Linked DNA regions of Drosophila melanogaster: region 2 is linked to region 1. Evidence: chromatin contacts called from public HiChIP or PLAC-seq data. All regions are on one chromosome and are shown on one strand. The core of a region is the stretch at or near the end of the contact, and the rest is flanking DNA. Distances in the headings are between cores, read along the strand shown.

What was found. HiChIP or PLAC-seq counts read pairs in DNA pulled down with a chosen protein or histone mark.
Region 2: a contact with region 1 is called in a POLR2A S2P HiChIP or PLAC-seq map of the Kc167 cell line, with 6 times the contacts expected there. The contact joins the promoter of Gem3 here to the promoter of scramb1 in region 1. A contact is called at or near these places in 9 of 107 Hi-C or Micro-C datasets (the Clone 8 cell line, the D17-c3 cell line, the Kc167 cell line and 5 more) and 1 of 6 datasets of contacts at active chromatin or transcription factors (the Kc167 cell line).

The regions. Positions count from the first base shown.
Region 1 is chr3L:10,222,349-10,226,931 of dm6, forward strand. It overlaps scramb1 (scramblase 1), which reads right to left and starts at 2,892. Exons shown (of 5, transcript NM_140132.3): 1 at 2,512-2,892; 2 at 1,520-1,889. The coding sequence starts at 2,682.
Region 2 is chr3L:10,461,557-10,465,853 of dm6, forward strand. Gem3 (Gemin 3) reads right to left here and starts at 1,545. Exons shown (of 2, transcript NM_001274749.1): 1 at 1,281-1,545; 2 at 1-1,222. The coding sequence starts at 1,470. It overlaps CG32061, which reads left to right and starts at 2,260. Exons shown (of 1, transcript NM_168409.2): 1 at 2,260-3,079. The coding sequence starts at 2,345. The coding sequence ends at 2,989. S-Lap3 (Sperm-Leucylaminopeptidase 3) reads left to right here and starts at 3,631. Exons shown (of 2, transcript NM_168410.1): 1 at 3,631-3,854.

The sequences.
Region 1 (4,583 bases), core at 1,642-4,141:
AGTGCACACAAAAGGCTAACTTGTTCAGTGCGTTCAGTGGCCAGTGTGTCAATTGGTCAATGTCAGCGACACAATTACTCGGCCTTTCTAATTGGAAGCGTCACAATGGAGCATGCCCCTCCTGACACATCCCATGGATAACCCCCAGCCACAAGCTATTATGCTACCTCACCCATCGGCTCTTGTATCTAATCGGCGGTAGAAAGATAGTCTTTATAACGGGCTCTAAAGATAAATCTACTAATAAATATTTAATTTCACAATGTAAGAAAACCTTGAAAAGATAATTTTACATAATTTGCACCAAACTACAAAAGGCATATCTTAACGAAACTACTTATTTTAAGTATTAGCGTATTTTTATATATTCCTAATCATTCCTTTCACTCACGTTCGTTTTCACTCAATTTTTTTAATCAAAAAGGTAGTGTAATTTATCTATTACCTCGCTGAGTATTTCATTTTTTATACACTCGAAATCTTAAAAGGTTCATCATTTCAACCCGTCATCTTCATCCCTACAGTTTCTGGTCAAGACCACAATATGACTTCCTTACCTCCTGTCCTCGTCGCTCATGTAGAACTCGTATCCCTTTCGCTTGGCCGACTTATTTAGTCTCATTGTGTGCCTGAGTTTCTTGGGCAGTGGTTTGTTGGCTTCCCTGCAAACCAGTTGCCTTAGAGTCTGGGATCTCGAGCAGATCTGATTATACTGGCTATACAGCGAGTGCCAGATTAAGCGCAGCACCTTGGAGCCGCTCCTCACGCCCCTGGAATGAGATTCCTCCGGATTTCCCCGATTTTCGCCACCACTTAGGTCCAGCGTGGAAACACAACTTGCTGGGTTTTCGGTGGACATTTTTTCAGACTGACACGACTGCCTGCTCTGCAGCACAGAGATGAACTAACTGCTCGTTGGGAAAAATCAACGCCATCCACGACGACGGGCGCTTTAAATGACGCTTTGTATTATTTTATTGGTTCAATTAAGGCAGACGCTAGGCACTCCGATAAGCGCCAAAGATCTGGCAAAGATATTCAGCTTATTTCGGACGGATCCGATGCACGTGTAAACAAAAATACAATTGATAAGAGGCGGTCTAAGAACCTTAAAGTCTCTAACACTCTCCAAATTGACTACGTAAATGTTTGCACCCCACTTTGCTTCTGGGGGAACCTTTGTTCTACACCGATCTTGACGAGCTACCTCTATCTGGGACGATGGGTTCAGTGCCTGCACCCGAAGAAATCTTAAGACAACTGATTGGACATTATCTCAATCGCAGGGCAACGACACACCGACACATCACAAAGATGCGATCTTGTTTTGATTCAGCGGTTTGTGTAGTAAAATTATATAAGAAGTAAGCTCAGATATGGAATGAATAATTTTAACAAGGAAGCAGAAAGCGATAAAAGTCTCGTGCCATGATTTGAACACCCTGATTTGTGTAGAAATATGTGAGTCCAACATGTAGAACATTTGTTTTATGTTACAGACTAGTTTTTGATTACTTGCCTGCTGGTCCGCCCTGTGGGGCCATCCCTGGACCCATTCCCGGTCCCATTCCCGGTTGCGTGACAATGGGCTGTTGTGGTTGTCCCGGTGGATAACCGCCGAATGCGTTTGGTGGTCCTCCTGGTCCTGCTGGTCCGGGAGGATATCCGCCGAAGGCCTGGGGCGGTGGTGCTCCTCCTCCGTAGTGTGGCTGTCCACCAGGACCACCTACATAAGGTGGCTGTCCGCCTGGACCACCCGCATAAGGTGGCTGACCACCTGGACCACCCATGTAAGGTGGTTGTCCGGCTCCGTAGGGCGGAGCTTCTCCGTATGGCGGCATTTGGGGAACTGGAGCGTATCCGGCTGGCTGAGGACCTGGCATAAACCCCTGCAACGATCGGGAGTTGATTAAAGAATGAGTTGAATACTTATTTCAGGGGCGTTTCGATTAGTTTTTTGTGCTCTGGCTTGTATTCTTGTAGCTGTACTTATCAGCACTCTGGCACGCAAATGTATGGAGTAAATAAATATTCTATAAGAATGAAAACTTCACGCGGTTGTGCATGAATGATGAGTAATATTTTAAGTTTATCCAAAACTTAATGGAAATAAAACGCTCTTTTGGCATGAGTGAAAAACATAGTGAAAATAGTAAAGCCATAAAAACATTCATACGTAAATGTAAATAAGTAAATGCAAGAGAATTAAGCTTTCGACTTGCTTATCCAGTCTGCATTACTGGTTTTACAGTATGTATGTACATATGGATGTACATTGAGTTCTCAGTTGTTTGTGTTTATCAAACCGCCGATTCCACGGATTCGCGTGCAAATCGAATGAATCTCTTTCATTCCACAGCAAACTGACTGTGTGTCTGTTGATTTATAAATAAGCAAATACCAACTGGCATGACGTCATGGTTGTGTTGTGCTTGTACAAGAAGCACCCTTTACACCACCCACTTTCCCTAGCATTTTCATCGGCTACAGCGGGACACTTTTGGAACTCACGTAATTCGTGGGCGGCGGCGGCTGTGGATGACCGGGTGCGGGGGGATAGGGGGCGTTGTGGCCCCCAGTGGGCGGTGGGTAGCCGAATCCTTCGGCGGGCGGAGCATTTGGCTGGAATCCGGATCCGAAACCGGGTGGGGCGTAACCGCCCTGATTGACGTTACTCTTCATTTCGTGGGATTTCCCCGGATTTTTCCTCTTTTCCTGCTCTTCTTCTGCTCTCCGCGTGCTGCGTTGTTGTTGCACTGGAGGGGAATTGTTGCGGCCACGGCCCCAACGAAATCGCAACAATGTTGTATTTGTTTTGCACGCACTTTCTGTTAAGTACAGTAGTAGTTTCGATAGTAATGCAGTTCGCGAAATCAGGTGGGTTTCGGAGTGTAACCGTGACTGAAGAGCGAAAAAATACCAGCTACACGCTAAATATGCCAAGTTTTTAGCGGACAATTTCTCTGGTTTGAAAGAAGTTAGATAATTCCTAGAATGCATAACTTTAAATACAAAGTTCAGTTATATGAATTAAAATTAACAAATATTAAATATATTTTAAAATTGAATAGATGGCGCCATCAATCTTTTTAACAAAATGTTTACTTGACAATGTAAAAGTCATGTATAAATGAAATGTTTTCATAACAGCATTGCTCTATTATTAGCAGAATACAGCAAGCAAAGACACCATCCAAAATTGAAACGCCCAGTAAAGACTCAAACCTACGAGCTTGTAACTTGGTTTCTTGAAATTTGAATGTGAATCAGTTACATTTAAAAACTAATCTACTACGCTCTGAAATTATTAGTTTATTTAAACGGTATTTATATATTTCCTAAAAAATAAATAAATAATAATATTGTTTTATATACTAAATGCTTAAAGAAAGCGTTTCCCTAACTTTAACATATGCTTATTAAAATAATAAGAATTCGCATAAAGTTACTTATTCAACTAGTTATTATTATTGTTTTCAGCATAATTAAAATTTATGTTTTAGAAGCTATTTAGTAAATAAGGCATTTCCTTTGATTATTAATTTATGTTTTTAAATTGCTTAAATTTACATTTTGTAATATACGTTTTTTCTTGCTTTACTTATACTATAACTATATCAAAAATACAACTGTCCAAATTAAATAGAAACAAAAATCGTATAGTTAAAAAAAAAATGCTGAATAAATCCATTTTGTATGCCACAACTGGCTCAGAGAACAGTCCACATTTTTTCTAATGCGCAAATTTTCATTGAGAGGGTGTGCCTCCCCTACACCTCAAGGGTGCGACAGAGAGGGGCTGCGTGGTAGAAAGGGAGAGAGAGGAATAGAGAGGGCGGCGTAGTTGGCGCGCATAAAAAATGGCGGTTTCCGACGCAAGTAAAACGCAAAAAAAAAAATGATGGAAAAAATGTGGGCAGGGTGAGCGACTGTTGTAAGAGTGAAAGAGACGGGCTGTTGAAATGTGAAAAAAATGCTAAAAACCGTGTATATAGAAAAAAACTGCGAGCAGAATTCCACCCCATGGTCATGGACATCTAGCAGACGTCCCTCACTCACTCACACACACCACGGTAATTACCCATACAAATGCAGCGAGAAATGGAGGAATCGTCATCAGCATTACCGTCATGGTGGAGGACCACCCACACACCGCGCAAAATCACACATTTCGTCCTCGATGCTATAAACTTAGAACCCAATGTCCACTGATATATTTCTATATACTAAATATATTCCTTAAAGGAACACAAAATCCTGCACAATAAAATTTTCACTACGTTTGCGTGATGTTTATTTACAGCTTGACAATTTTAGAACTATTATACGAATGTATAATGGAATATATTATATATTATTAATTGACTTATATAATTTGCCTAAAAGCTATTGTTTCTTTCTGTGCAGGGCGGATTTAGTGGATCTAGAGGGGTCCTGGAGAAGGACTCATCAGGGTCAGGGAAGAAATCCAGAACTGAGCGTTTAATGCGCCATATAACGCAATATTTGTGCTGCTGCTGTGTGGGTGAGTTTAGCACATTCAATTAGTTGACTTTGCAATGGCAGCAAATGCAGAATGCGAA
Region 2 (4,297 bases), core at 295-2,794, 240 kb after region 1:
GGTAGTTTGTCTGGATCTCTCCTTTTGCCATCCTGATCCTTTTGAAGATTTTCCAAGTCAACTGAAGAAGCATCAACATTTTCTTTACTTCTATTTTCTTTAATAGGCATAGGCATTTCCTGTAGCGGATTCTCTTCCTTAATGTAATAATCAAAGTTGTACTTTTCGAAATCCCAAAAATTGAATTCATTGGGCATTGGCTCCTTGGGAAACTCCAGAACCGACCAAGCCGTAGCGATTTTTTTTGACATTTCCCTAAATCTCTGGCTCTCCTTCTTGGAGGCAATAAACGTGATGGCTATGCCTTTGGAGCCAAACCGACCAGCTCGTCCAATGCGGTGCAAATAGGTGACATGATCCTGTGGTGGATCAATGTTGATAACCAGGTTGGCATGCGGGGAGTCCACTCCGCGTGCCATCAAATCAGTGGCCACCAGGATGCGCATAGTAAAGTTTCTATAGCCCTCGAAAACATGCAAACGCTCCGATTGTTCCATGGCTCCCGAAATTAAATGACAATCGATACCACTGGCTGTAAGATAGTTCTTGTAAGAATCCGCTCGCATTTGTGAGCTAGCAAAGATGATGGCCTGTTCGTAAGGCAGCTGATTAAAGATCTGGCCAAGAATCTGCAGTTTAAGACGCATCTCCTCCACACTGTTATTCTGCTGTGGCAATTCGTAGACAAACTGCCGAATGCCCAGTAGAACGGTAGCCCTTTCGGAATTCGATATAAGCATGGGTTTGTCCATGACCTTGGCCAGACGCTCATCCAAATTCTGATCGTATGTGGCACTGCAGGCAATTATTTGCCGATTCTTGGGCATTGCCTCAATGAGTTTACTGACCGTATGCTGCAGGCTCTTTGTCTGATAAAGTTGATCGGCCTCGTCGAGCACCAGCAGTCGCAGTTTGGACACATCGAATACTCTATTCTCATACAGATGCAGCAAACGTCCCGGTGTACCGATAATGACTCGACTTTCATTCATTCGCTTGCGATCCTTGGCCACATCGGTGCCACCGATGAAAGCAGAGCATTTAAAGTCCCGAAACGATTTGCAGAGATGGAAAAATGTGTCCTGCACCTGAATGGCCAGCTCTCGAGTTGGGACCACGATCATGGCATGCGGTTGGTTTATGTTGGGATTAAAGCTCTGAACGACGGCTATAACATAGATTAGAGTTTTGCCAGTTCCACTCTTCGATTGTATTATTAGATCTGCAGATTAATATAGCAACTATTATTGATAATCTTCTGTTGCATGCAAGATATTTACCCATTTTGGCCAGTGCCATGGGTATGGCAGCTGCCTGAATCTTCGTTGGCGTCACGAAATTGTTGCGCTTCAATCCGTTCAACAGATTTCGGTATAGACGCAGTTCCTCGAAGGTCTTAACCTGTCCAGGTGCCACATCGCTACTTCGTTCCTCGCCGCCAGCTAAACTGTGCGCTATTTCGCGCTCCATTTCGCGTAAATTTCCACTTTTTGGACAAAATTTTGAAACGATTCGGTTGCCTTGCTACAATTTACACTTTTTTATTGCCGGCCAAAAAATCCATCATACGCGAATAATTATATACTAAAATATACTACAAACGAATTATCCGTGAATATTAAACCTATTTACACAGAACAAAACCTACAGTAACGAAATGTCATTTGTATTCAGAGAAATGTTTACATTTTTCATAATTTCACACAGAAATAAGGTATAATTGTTAGAATTAAATATTATTTTCTGTATTTAAATCTTATGTCGAAATATTAGCGAAGGCTCACACCAAGGTTGCTATCTGTGCTAACTATTTACCAAGCACTCCAACCAATTGAACTAAAAATAAAAAATTAATTCCTTTTGAAATCTTAACAATATATTGTTTTACAATAAAAAAATATGTACATCGTACCGTTGATTGTTTTAATATGAAATTTATATTTCCAATAGGTTGGAATAAGGCAAGATTGTCAAGCACTTAAATGCAGGGGTTTTAGCACAGCTAATAGTTGCTCTCAAACTGTACCAGCTGGCGGGAATTTCAAATAATTTATGTCGCTAAAATAAGTTGATGCAGTTAAGTAGTTTCAGCACGCTGCCTTTCAATTTAATAAATTAATTTATAACAAACAACGATAAAATCTTTTATTATTTACCTAATTGTTTAATTACGTAATTTTAATTACGTATAATTTAAAATAAAAATCAAAAAATGTTTATAATATAACGTTTTTTAAGCAATCAGACTGGGAATGTCAGAGCACATTGAGGTCACACAAAATTAGATACAAAATTTAAAAAACGACTTAAAATTTTTTCATTTTGAACTCCAAATTCGAGAACCATGTTCATACCCAAAATACGAGACATTGGTTACTTTGCGCTGCTGACATCCCTGCACTTGGGCTCAAATCTTCAGCCGGTCATCGAGGCGAATGCCAATCTAAAAACGGTCTATCCCTCCGTGAATCGTAATCTAACGCTTCAATTGGGCTATAAATACAATCACTGGATGCTGGTTAAGGCCATAATGTATTCACTACTATCTATGATCGGAGTTTGGTACTCACGACACTTGCAAAGTGGCAAAAGTGAGGTATCGATGGAAAAGAAAGGAATCCTTAAAACTACGACAACAGCTGCAGAGCAAGTGAAAAACAATTGGATCAAAAAACAGAATTCCGCATTGAAAAACGGAACCCTGCCGCGGAATATATTCCTGTTATTTGCTTTGCCCTGGATATTGACCTTTGTGGCCAGCGGATTGATCAACTATATTCGATTTTACATGGTCATACAGCATTTTTGCATATCTAACTGGAGGGCGATTCAGCTTTATGGAGAACTGCAAGGCCTCTTTTGGCATCGTTCTACATCCGTGACTTTAATACCCTATTGGTCGCAAATTATCGGCGGAGGAGTATCCTTGGAGAAGGCATCTCATCTTTCTGGAAATTGTATTTCCATTGAAACACATCTTTTGGACTGAACATGGCAATCTATATTTAAAATTTTTATTTTATGTTTGATGCAAAAATTATAATAATGGAAAATAAATCGATTTTGTTGACTTAGCTCTAAAGTTTTAAAGTGATTTTGATTTGATCAGTAAACTTAAATTATTGTAGCATTAATTGAGCATTGGAATTCGTTATTGGTTTATTGTTAGTTTTAATTTCTCAACAACATTTGTATTGTTGATTTCTTCTGGTGTTTTGCCTGCGACAATAAGCGACATTTTCAATCAACAAAAGAGAAAACTTTTCTATGAACTTTATGCACCGCTTGGCATTTTATTGTTGGAAAAAACTTTTCCACCACGTGGGAAATATGCGGCAATCACTTTTTCTTGCTCACTTTTATTCAGTGGAGAAAACTCACGGTGAATAAATGTGAAAGGAGTACATAAATACACAAGTGCTATTTTTTGCTTTAAAAAATGTTTGTATCCTTATATGATTATTTCAAGAGCTTTTCATTGAATGGGGAATTATAGTCAGAAAACTCTTAATAGCAGTACTCCTGCATTATTGACCTTTTAAATATCTATTTGTGTATTATAGAAATCTCAACATCACCGACATGACACTCAACCGATCGAAGTTCACTTAAAAACGAGAATTCTCCGAGCACATTTCAAAATTATACCCAAATAAACATTTTATGTAAATTGCTTTAGTGCCGAAAGTTATTCGCGCTTTGGACACTGAATCATATCGACAGGATCTGTGTCGGTCAGCAAACGAGGAAAAACGACACTTGCAAGGATCGTTTCTTGAGTTCTCCATTGGCAAACAACACAATTCGGGTCAACTCTCGATTCCCCCATTTCGGTCCACTGTTTCGACTTGCTGGTAAGTAATATAACTAACAACTAGACTGAGAGGAAATAATATATCGTTTCGGGGTACCAGTTAGAATATTTCATAGGTTCTCTATCAACTCTTTAAAAGGATCTTAGAATTTTGAATCTAGTTTTTCTTGGTAACTTACCAGATTTGCAGTAGTGGTTTCGTCTTTGAAGAAATATAACACTGCAAATAGCATAAAAAAAAACTAATATTATTTTCTTTCTACTTTTAAATTAAATGCAATGTCTTAGGGACTTAAATCAAAGAATATGTATACTACCCGTAAGATTGAAGGGGTATACTAGATTAGCAGAAAAGTATAAGAGAGGTAAAAGCATTTCCGACCTTATAAATATACAAGTTTTTGATCTAGCCAAATTAATAATAAGCTTAGTTCTTTGTTCTTAGTTTCCAAAAAAACATGAAGCTTATATACCCTTGCAGTA